Linked DNA regions of Sus scrofa: regions 2 and 3 are each linked to region 1. Evidence: chromatin contacts called from public HiChIP or PLAC-seq data. All regions are on one chromosome and are shown on one strand. The core of a region is the stretch at or near the end of the contact, and the rest is flanking DNA. Distances in the headings are between cores, read along the strand shown.

Region 1 (2,766 bases), core at 172-2,671:
AAAAAAAACTTCTGACAACACAATACTTTCTGAGAGTACAGTACACTACTTCTTTTTAAATTCTGCAATAATAGTTGTGCTACTTGATCCAATGTAGATTCACAAATTTAAATGTAAAAGGTTGTCGGAGAATGCTTGCTTGATTTTTTATTAACGAAATACGTTCTTGACATTGAACCTTTGAGTGTAACATCTTCCTAGGGTTGTCAAGTCAGGAGTGAAAAAAAAAGAAATGGCAGTCAGTCAATCTTCTAGATGGTTCAAAAGAGGACAGTCAAGGTCAAACTGTTGAGTCTCTTTTACCCTCCCCATCTAGTAACTGAAAAGCAACTGATTGTGAGCTCAAAATACGCCATTCTGGAACTCCCACAAATACAAATGTCAGCTCCAGGACCACACTCTGGCTCAAAAAGTTCTGTGAGGGCAGGCTGAAAGGGACAAGGAGAATGGGGAGTAGTAGGGCAGATGCTCAGGCCACAGCACTTTGGTAAGACTCAGAGAGCAGAACTTTTACCTGTTTTCTAACAGCGTCATCACCTATCAAATAAAAATAATCATCTCCAGAAATGATGATATGAATCAAACGATGTGGTGAGGAATTAAGTCTTGCAATCTTGTGCAAAGCTGAGAGACTACTGTCATCATTACTATTTGCTACATCTGGGCACGGAACCCACCCCCTCGAATTCTTGGGTACATGTTCCGCAGGATCCCCACAAGATGGAATAGGTCATAGTTTTTTTTTTTTCCCCCCCTACAGACTCCATGTTTGGCAACCGTAGATGCACCTGGCTAGCAACTCTGTGCTACTGAGATGAAAAGTGAGGCCTTCAGGCTCTGGGCCTAGCGCGCTTACCAACCACCGCGCCCCCCAGTCACCTTGTCCTCACCTTGAGGAACGGGGGAGGAAAAAAAAAAAAAAAAAAAAAAGCCTTACGGGGGAAGAAACTGCGGTCCTCAAAAATGAGAAAGACGTGCCTCCACTCTTCACCCGGCCGCCGCTTCTTAGGCCCTTGCTTCCAGCGGGGCGGGGACAGGGCTGAGAGCTGACTGAGCCGGGGACGCCCTGACCTCGGGCGCCAGAGGAGCGGGTATTTGCGCTGGGCCCGCGCAAGGGACAGGTACGCGAAAAGTCGGCCGGAGGTCAGGCCCGCCTCGCCTTGCCTTGCCCATAGCCGCAAGCGCAAAAGAGGTACCCCGCCCCCGTAAACCTAGAGGGCTCTCGGTTCGCTCACCTGCAGCCGGGTCACCAGTAGGCTGTAAGGCGCCATTTTGTGCACTGACAAAGATGAGGTCGCTTGAAAGTGACGTGACACGCGGCTTATTTAAGGCCTTCGGTGAGGGGCGTGACCTGAGGAGAAACGCGTCACGCTGAAGGCGTTCCCGCGAGCGACGTGGGCGGAGCTCCAGAGTCAACCTGGGAATTGGGAGAGAGCTGCCTAAAAAGTTGGGGTAGTAAATACCCGGCACAAAGATATCAAAGTGCAAATTTCGTCTTTGCGCTCTGCAACTTGTCCCTCCCATTCAAATCTGGGAAAGTTTTTTTTTTTTTTTTTCCCTAAATGACCCGCACACCCCTACCAAGACCTGACTCCCCCACTGCCAACGGGAATTCGTCTTCGGAATTTAAGTGCTTTGATCACGCGAGAATGAGCGGGGCTTGGTGCAAAGATTGCAAACGCTGATGGACGCCTAGAGAACCAATCAGGGCGACGAGGAGGCAGGAACAATCAGGGTTAAAGGTCTGGCGGAAGCTCCCTAAGCTTCCGGTGGTTTGAGCGCGAGCGATGGCTAAGCATCACCCGGACTTGATTTTTTGCCGCAAGCAGGCTGGTGTTGGTGAGACGGTCTTCTGCCCCCGGCTGTTTGGGTGGGGATGGTATTAGGACCTTAAGAGTCCGGGGTTCCCATTACTCCTTTAGGGTGTTGCTTCGGAGGCGCCCCGTTTCCCGCCTCGCCGCCGGTAGTGTAGGAGCGCGTGGGTTTGTGGGCTCAGATGAAAGGGGGGCGGGGGCGCGCGTGCTGAGAGCTGGAGAGGGGCTGCGGAGATAGAGAAATTCTCAGTTTTCCCAGGACCTGGGAGGTCTTACGAGGGTGCGGATTTGGTTCGGATTGAAGTTTATGAGAATACGATGGTTAAGACCTCTCAGGGCTCACTGCAGACCCTGTACCTGTCCCCAACTCAAGCTCGAGGCTTTTGTCCCCTCTTCTAAACCTTAATCCTAATTGTACTCTTTATCACCTTTGATCTTGCAGCCATTGGAAGACTGTGTGAAAAATGTGAGTGGAACACGCTTCTCCAAACAGCCCACCCCTCCCACTCAGCTTCTATAGTGGCAGCAACGGACATTTTCAGCGGTGCCACGAAGAGGGCTTTGGATAGACATGATTGGAAGCATGTTAATACAAAGCCAGACTGCAACTAAAGGCCACCTTCCCGCTCCAACTTGTACATTTTAGGCACTGTATTTAGGTTTTGACAAAACCTCTAGCTTTGGACCAGAAGTAGCATGACCCTGCCCCCAACACACACAGCATTCTGCCAGTCAATTATATAGACTTATCTACCGACTGCTATTCTAAGCCCTTTATATTAATTGATTAGCTTTCCTATGTGTTGGGGAGATTGAGAAATGGACGCTAGGTAAACCAATTTTATAATGCCAAAATAGAGGGCTAAAGTCACTGTCAGAAGGACATAGTGTTTTTACCCATAGCAGGAAGAGGACCTGAGGTACTTGCAAGTGGGCGTAATTCAACCTCTTT
Region 2 (2,700 bases), core at 110-2,609, 130 kb after region 1:
GGGGCGCCCCCCAGGCACTGGAGCTGTCCCTCGCAGCTCGTTCCTGACCGCACGACGGACCCCTCGCTAGCCTCCCAGCCCAGGGACCGCTCCTGCGACCGGAAATGCCCCCCTACTCAGACCGCGCCCCCCTTTCCTGCTGCCCCCTCCCTGGGGCCCGGCCACAGGCCCCGGATCCCCGGGCTCGAGTGGCCGCTGCAGCCGGCAGGGGCAGCCCGTCGGCGGCCGCGGTCCTCGGCCCGCGCTGCGGTCCCTCCAACTCCCCGCGCTGCCGGGCCAAGGCGCACACAAAAGGAAGGAGCGCGCGGCCAGCGACCCCCCCCCAGCCAACGCCCTCGACCCCCATAGCGGGGACCCTCAAAGTATCCGCGCACCCCAAAGCTCCGGACGCGAAGGAGAGAACCCCCCACCGCGCTCAAGAACATTCCAAGCCCCCCCGCGCGGGGGGGGGTTGCCGAGGCGGCCAAACCACCCAGCGGCAGGTGCCCCCGGCCGCACGATAACTTTGAAACTTCGGGGCAGGGCACGGGGGCAGGGAGGGGGAGCCCCAAAAAGGAGGAAAGCGGGATTGGGGAGCTGTTTCTTTATTTTCGCAAAATCCACTTTCCGGGTGGCCCCGCGCAGCTCCGGCCTGGCCAAGGTTTTCCCGCGCCTCCTCCCGGCCCCGCGCGGTCCCCGGGCGCCCCGAGCCCTCCCGCGCCCGCCGCCAGTTCGCAGTCGGGCCCCGGCCTCTGCCCCGCGGGGCTCGGGCCGCACACAGCACTCACCTCGGCCGGGCTGCGCTCCCCGCGGGCCTGCGCCGAGCCCGATAAATGGTATGCTATGACTAGAGGTATGATTACGTTATTATTATTAGTAATAATAAGAGTAAATGCTATTTAATTACGGGCGGCCGCATCCTGCTCCCGGCGCCGCCGCCCCGGCAGCTCCGTCCATGTGGCTCCGGAGCGCTTTACTTTCATTTCCAGCCCCCTCGGCCGGCCGCTCGCGGCAGCACCCGCTGGAGGCACCGTCTCCCTGCAGTTCTTCCTCCTCGGGTCCTAGAGCGCGGCTCCCCTCGCCTGGCGCCGGGGGTGGGCGGCGCGGGCTGCGCACCTGGGGGCGGAGGGGGCGGGGAAGTCCCCCTTCCCCGTGGCAAGCTCATGCCTGGCATGCACCTTTATTTTCTTTGAAAGTGGCCTTCCCTCTTAGGGCTTTTCTTTTGGCAATTCTGCATTTCGGGGCGGATGCTGGTCTAAGGCAGCGCCTCCGCCCTGCCTCCTGTGGGTAAAAAGCCCCCGGGTCTCCAGATGCTTTCATTGACGGCATCCCCAAAGCCTAGTTGCCTTCGGTCCAAAGACGAGGACCGAAGGCTCAGAGAGGCATCGGGACCGCCTTCGGCTGTTGTACAGGCTTTCCCGAAAAGATTTGAGACTGCTTAGAAGACCCAGAAGGTAAGGGGAGATCAAGGAAAGAGAAACCAGCTCCAAGCATCCCCTGGCACTGCCGCAGAGCTGGCCAGGTCCAGGTTGGATTCGAATACAGAGCTTCAGATTCCAAATACGGTGTCATCCCACCCTCCCACCGCTGGTCCATTGATTCCTGAGAGAGTTCTGGCTCCTCTTCATTTTACACTCATGTATGTATATGTGCATGTATGTACATATATGTATGTGTGTGTGTACATTAATGTATTAAAGATCTGCTGTGAGCCTAGCAGATTTATTTTTACAAATGTTCTCTTTTCTACGTTTGTGCCAGACAAAACCCTAGGAACTGGAGATACATGCTGAGACAAATTTTAAACACACTGTGATCAATGCTGGGAAGAACAGGAAACTAGCTCAGTTTACTTATTTAATTCTCACCATAATCCTGGAAGATGGTTTGGGGGTTGTTTTGATTTTTTTTTTTTTTTCAGGGCCGCACCCAGGGCATATGGAAGTTCCCAGGCTAGGGGTCGAATCAGAGCTTCAGCTGCCGGCCTACACCACAGCCACAGCAACGCCAGATCCCTGACCCACTGAGTGAGGCCAGGGATAAAACCCACATCCGCGTGGATGCTAGTCAGATTCGTTCCCGCTGTGCCACGATGGAAACTCCCTGGAAGGTGGGTTTTAGCATGCCTGTGTGCAGATGAAGAGCTGAGGCTTGGAGATTAGGTGACTTGTCCAAGGTGGCAGTTCTAACTCCAGAGTATCCTTCCCATGGCGTCCTCTACTTTTCATCATCTACTTTAAGGGAGCCTTGGAAAGGGGGAAAAAAATGCACCTGCACTGTCAGAATTTCTCAAACTCCTCCTCCCTTCACTACACTAAGATTTTTTTTTCAATTTTTTTTTTATTGTTTATTTTAGGGCTGCACCTGTGGCATATGGAGGTTCCCAGGCTAGGGGTCAGATCGGAGCTGTTTGCCGCTGGCCTACACCACAGCCATAGCAACACCAGATCCGAGCTGTGTCTGTGACCTACACCACAGCTCATGGCAGCACCAGATCCTTAACCCGCTGAAAGGCCAGGGATCGAACCTACAACCTCATGGTTCCTAGTTGGATTTGTTTCCACTGCGCCACAATGGGAACTCCCTAGACTACCGCACCTTGCCTCAAGTGAACTAGCTGGTAAACATTGTGGTGATTCCTCCATCCTGGGTTGCCAGCGGAATAACACACATCCTTAAAAGAGGATGGGGAGTTCTAGTCGAGGCTCAGTGGAAATGAAT
Region 3 (2,904 bases), core at 250-2,749, 210 kb after region 1:
GAAGTAAGGGTTAATATAGGTAAGACACTCAGAAAATTGACTTGCCCACAGCAAGTGCTCAATAAATGTTGGCAGTCATTACTGGTTAAAAGCATGGGTTCTCAAACCAGATTTGCCTGAGTTTGAATCCAAGTTCTCCCACTTATTATCACCTGTGGGATTCTGTGTTAAGATATTTAACCTACTGCTCTTAGTTTCTCCATCAGTACCAAGGATATAATAACAACACCTTCTATAGAGGACTGCTGTGAACACTGCTAAGATGCCTCAAGTCTAGCTGTTTCCAGCAGTTACTGAAAGTTCAAAACTGAGTTATAACTTTTATTCTCCACTTTATGGTTATTCTCCTTGACCCTTGTATTGTTTTTGAGCTCTTCCACTTTATATTTAAAACTACAGGAGTTCCCCTCCTGGCGCAGCGGAAACCAATCCGACCAGGAACCATGAGGTTGTGGGTTCGATCCCTGGCCTCCCTCAGAGGGTTAAGGATCTGGCGTTGTGGTGAGTTGTGGTGTAGGCCCCAGATTCAGCTCGGATTTGGCGTTGCTGTGGCTGTGGCTGTGGCATAGGCTGGCGGCTGTAGCTCCGATTCAACCCCTAGCCTGGAAACGGCCATATGTCGTGGGTTCAGCCCTCAAAAGCAACAAACAAACAAAAACAAAACAAAAACAAACCTACATATGCAAATATGCTAGAAAGGTCACCAAATTCAAATGTAAGGTGACCAGGAGCCAAATGATTACTGGATGAGTGGGTTACAGGTTGTGGTACAGTGGAAAAGATAAGACAGGTCGAGTTTTGGAACTTGGCAGACTTAGTGACTATCTACACTTTACAGCCCTGTGACTCTCCTGGGAAGGCTCATCACCTCTCTAAGCCTCAGCCACTCGAACCATGCAAACCAGACAATAACATAGGACTGCTGAGTATCGGAGAGATAATGCACGTGAACGCTCCAGGCACGGACTGTTTATTAAACTTTAATAAACGGACTGTTCATGAAACTTTAATCTTCCTTTACTTCCCATCGGAATGTGACAGGCCTCCCTCACGATCACGAAAGACCACCGCCACGAGACAAGGAGGAGGAAGACGATGCTGGAGCGCTCAGATCCTGAACCCCACTCCCCTTCCCCTAGGCCAGAGGGGCTGCTCCTCCCTCAACTCCTCGGCTCCAGCGGCGCGCGAGCAAAAAGCACGGCCAATCGCCTCCGGCCCGCTCAGCCTCACTACCTGTGTATCCATCCTCCCGCCCTCCACCCTCCAGGCGTCGCTCAAAGGCCTGAGGAAGGGTCCACCGAGTGAGGCTCCCGGGGTTCCCTTCCCCAGGCACGAGACGTCCGCTCCCTCTCACCTCGACGCCCCGGGGCTTCTCCATGAGACCTAACACCCTTTCTTCGACCGTCACCAGGTGCAGGAAGCCATATTGGCCTGGCCGCTCTTCCCGAGCGCACTCATTGGCCGCCTCTCAGAGCCTCGGGCCAATCAGGCTGCGGGAAAGAGGAAAAGCCGGTTCCGCGCTAGCCCCCGGCCCGCCTCTCTTGGAGGTGGGGAAGCAGCGGGCGCTTGTGGGACTTGTAGTTCCCTAGTGGGTGCGTGCTGAAGCGGGCGTTGCCACAACGAAGGGGAAAGCCCCCCGCCTTAGCCCTGCTGCGGCTTGCGGGGACTGTTACCCTTTATCCACGTAGAGCTGTTTACATCATTCTGACCCCATTCTTCATTAAACATCATTGACTACCTAAGATACGCACTGTTCAGGAGCTGGGAATAATTTCGCACTCTCCCTGATTAGAAATTTAGGGTGCTTAGAGTTCCTGTTGTAGCTCAGCTGGTTAGGAACCCAACTAGCATCAGTGACGATGCAGGTTCTATCCCTGGCCTGGCTCAGTGGTTTAAGGATCCTGCGTCGCTGTGAGCTGTGGTGTAGGTCACAGACGTGGCTTGGATCTGGGATGGCTTGGCCCAGCAGCTATAGCTCCGATTTGACCCCTAGCCTGGGAACTTCCATATGCCCCACCTGGGGCCCTGAAAAGAAAAAAGAAAAGAAGGAAGGAAAGAAAAAGAAAGAGAGAAAGAGAAAGAAAGGAGTTAAGTATACAGCAGTTATTTCTGCTGGGCTCTGGTTGCTGCTGTAGTGCTTGTCTGATCTCTGGCCCAGGAACTTCTTCATGCCACCGGTGAGGCCAAAAACAGAGAGAGAGAGAGAGAGAAGCAGCAAGGAGACAAGTTAGAAGGCACTTGTACTGATCCAGGGGAAGGATGATGGTGGCTTGAATCAGGCCAGACTTAGAAGGCTGGCAAAAAAGTAGAAGAATTTGAGAAATATATTGGAGGCAGTAATTAATTGTTTGGAGTAGGTTTGGAAGAGGGAGGAATCCAGAGTGACTCTGGGTAAAGGTGCCTGTCTACTCTGGATAGGTAGACAGTGGGACCATATTCTGTAGTGGTTAGAAACTGTACAAGGAATGAATGAGTTTGGAGTTAAGAATTCTTGGAGTTCCCTTTGTGCCTCAGTGGTTAACGAATCTGACTAGGAACCTTGAGGCTGTGGGTTCGATCCGTGGCCTCACTCAGTGGGTTAAGGATCTGGTGTTGCCGTGAGCTGTGGTGTAGGTCAAAGACACAGCTCAGATCTGGCATTGCTGTGGCTGTGGCGTAGGCCTGCGGCTACAGTTCTGATGAGACCCCTAGCCTGGGAACCTCCATAGGCTGTGGGTGTGGCCCTAAAAAGACAAAAAACCAAAAAAAAAAAAGAAAAGAAAAGAATTCTGCTTGACTTAGCTCCCTAGCAAGCTAAGGATCTGGTGTTGTCACAGCTGTGGCTCAGGTCACTGCTGTGGCGTGGCTTTGATCCCTAGCTCAGGAACTTTCACATGCCATGAGCATGATGCAGCCCAAAATAAA

What was found. HiChIP or PLAC-seq counts read pairs in DNA pulled down with a chosen protein or histone mark.
Region 2: a contact with region 1 is called in an H3K27ac HiChIP or PLAC-seq map of alveolar macrophages. The contact joins the promoter of ZC3H7B here to the promoter of PHF5A in region 1. A contact is called at or near these places in 1 of 5 promoter capture datasets (liver), 2 of 47 Hi-C or Micro-C datasets (embryonic fibroblasts and liver) and 2 of 2 datasets of contacts at active chromatin or transcription factors (alveolar macrophages and skeletal muscle).
Region 3: an H3K27ac HiChIP or PLAC-seq map of alveolar macrophages shows a contact between it and region 1. The contact joins the promoter of L3MBTL2 here to the promoter of PHF5A in region 1. A contact is called at or near these places in 2 of 2 datasets of contacts at active chromatin or transcription factors (alveolar macrophages and skeletal muscle).

Annotation. Positions count from the first base shown.
Region 1 is chr5:7,069,724-7,072,489 of Sscrofa11.1, forward strand. PHF5A (PHD finger-like domain-containing protein 5A) reads left to right here and starts at 1,422. Exons shown (of 4, transcript XM_021091456.1): 1 at 1,422-1,839; 2 at 2,257-2,280. The coding sequence starts at 1,788. ACO2 (aconitase 2) reads right to left here and starts at 1,300. Exons shown (of 19, transcript NM_213954.1): 1 at 1,236-1,300. The coding sequence starts at 1,271.
Region 2 is chr5:7,200,070-7,202,769 of Sscrofa11.1, forward strand. It overlaps ZC3H7B (zinc finger CCCH domain-containing protein 7B), which reads right to left and starts at 1,360. Exons shown (of 23, transcript XM_021091458.1): 1 at 768-1,360. LOC110260635 (a long non-coding RNA gene) reads left to right here and starts at 1,494. Exons shown (of 2, transcript XR_002343885.1): 1 at 1,494-1,618.
Region 3 is chr5:7,276,134-7,279,037 of Sscrofa11.1, forward strand. It overlaps L3MBTL2 (lethal(3)malignant brain tumor-like protein 2), which reads right to left and starts at 1,500. Exons shown (of 17, transcript XM_021091462.1): 1 at 1,355-1,500. The coding sequence starts at 1,378.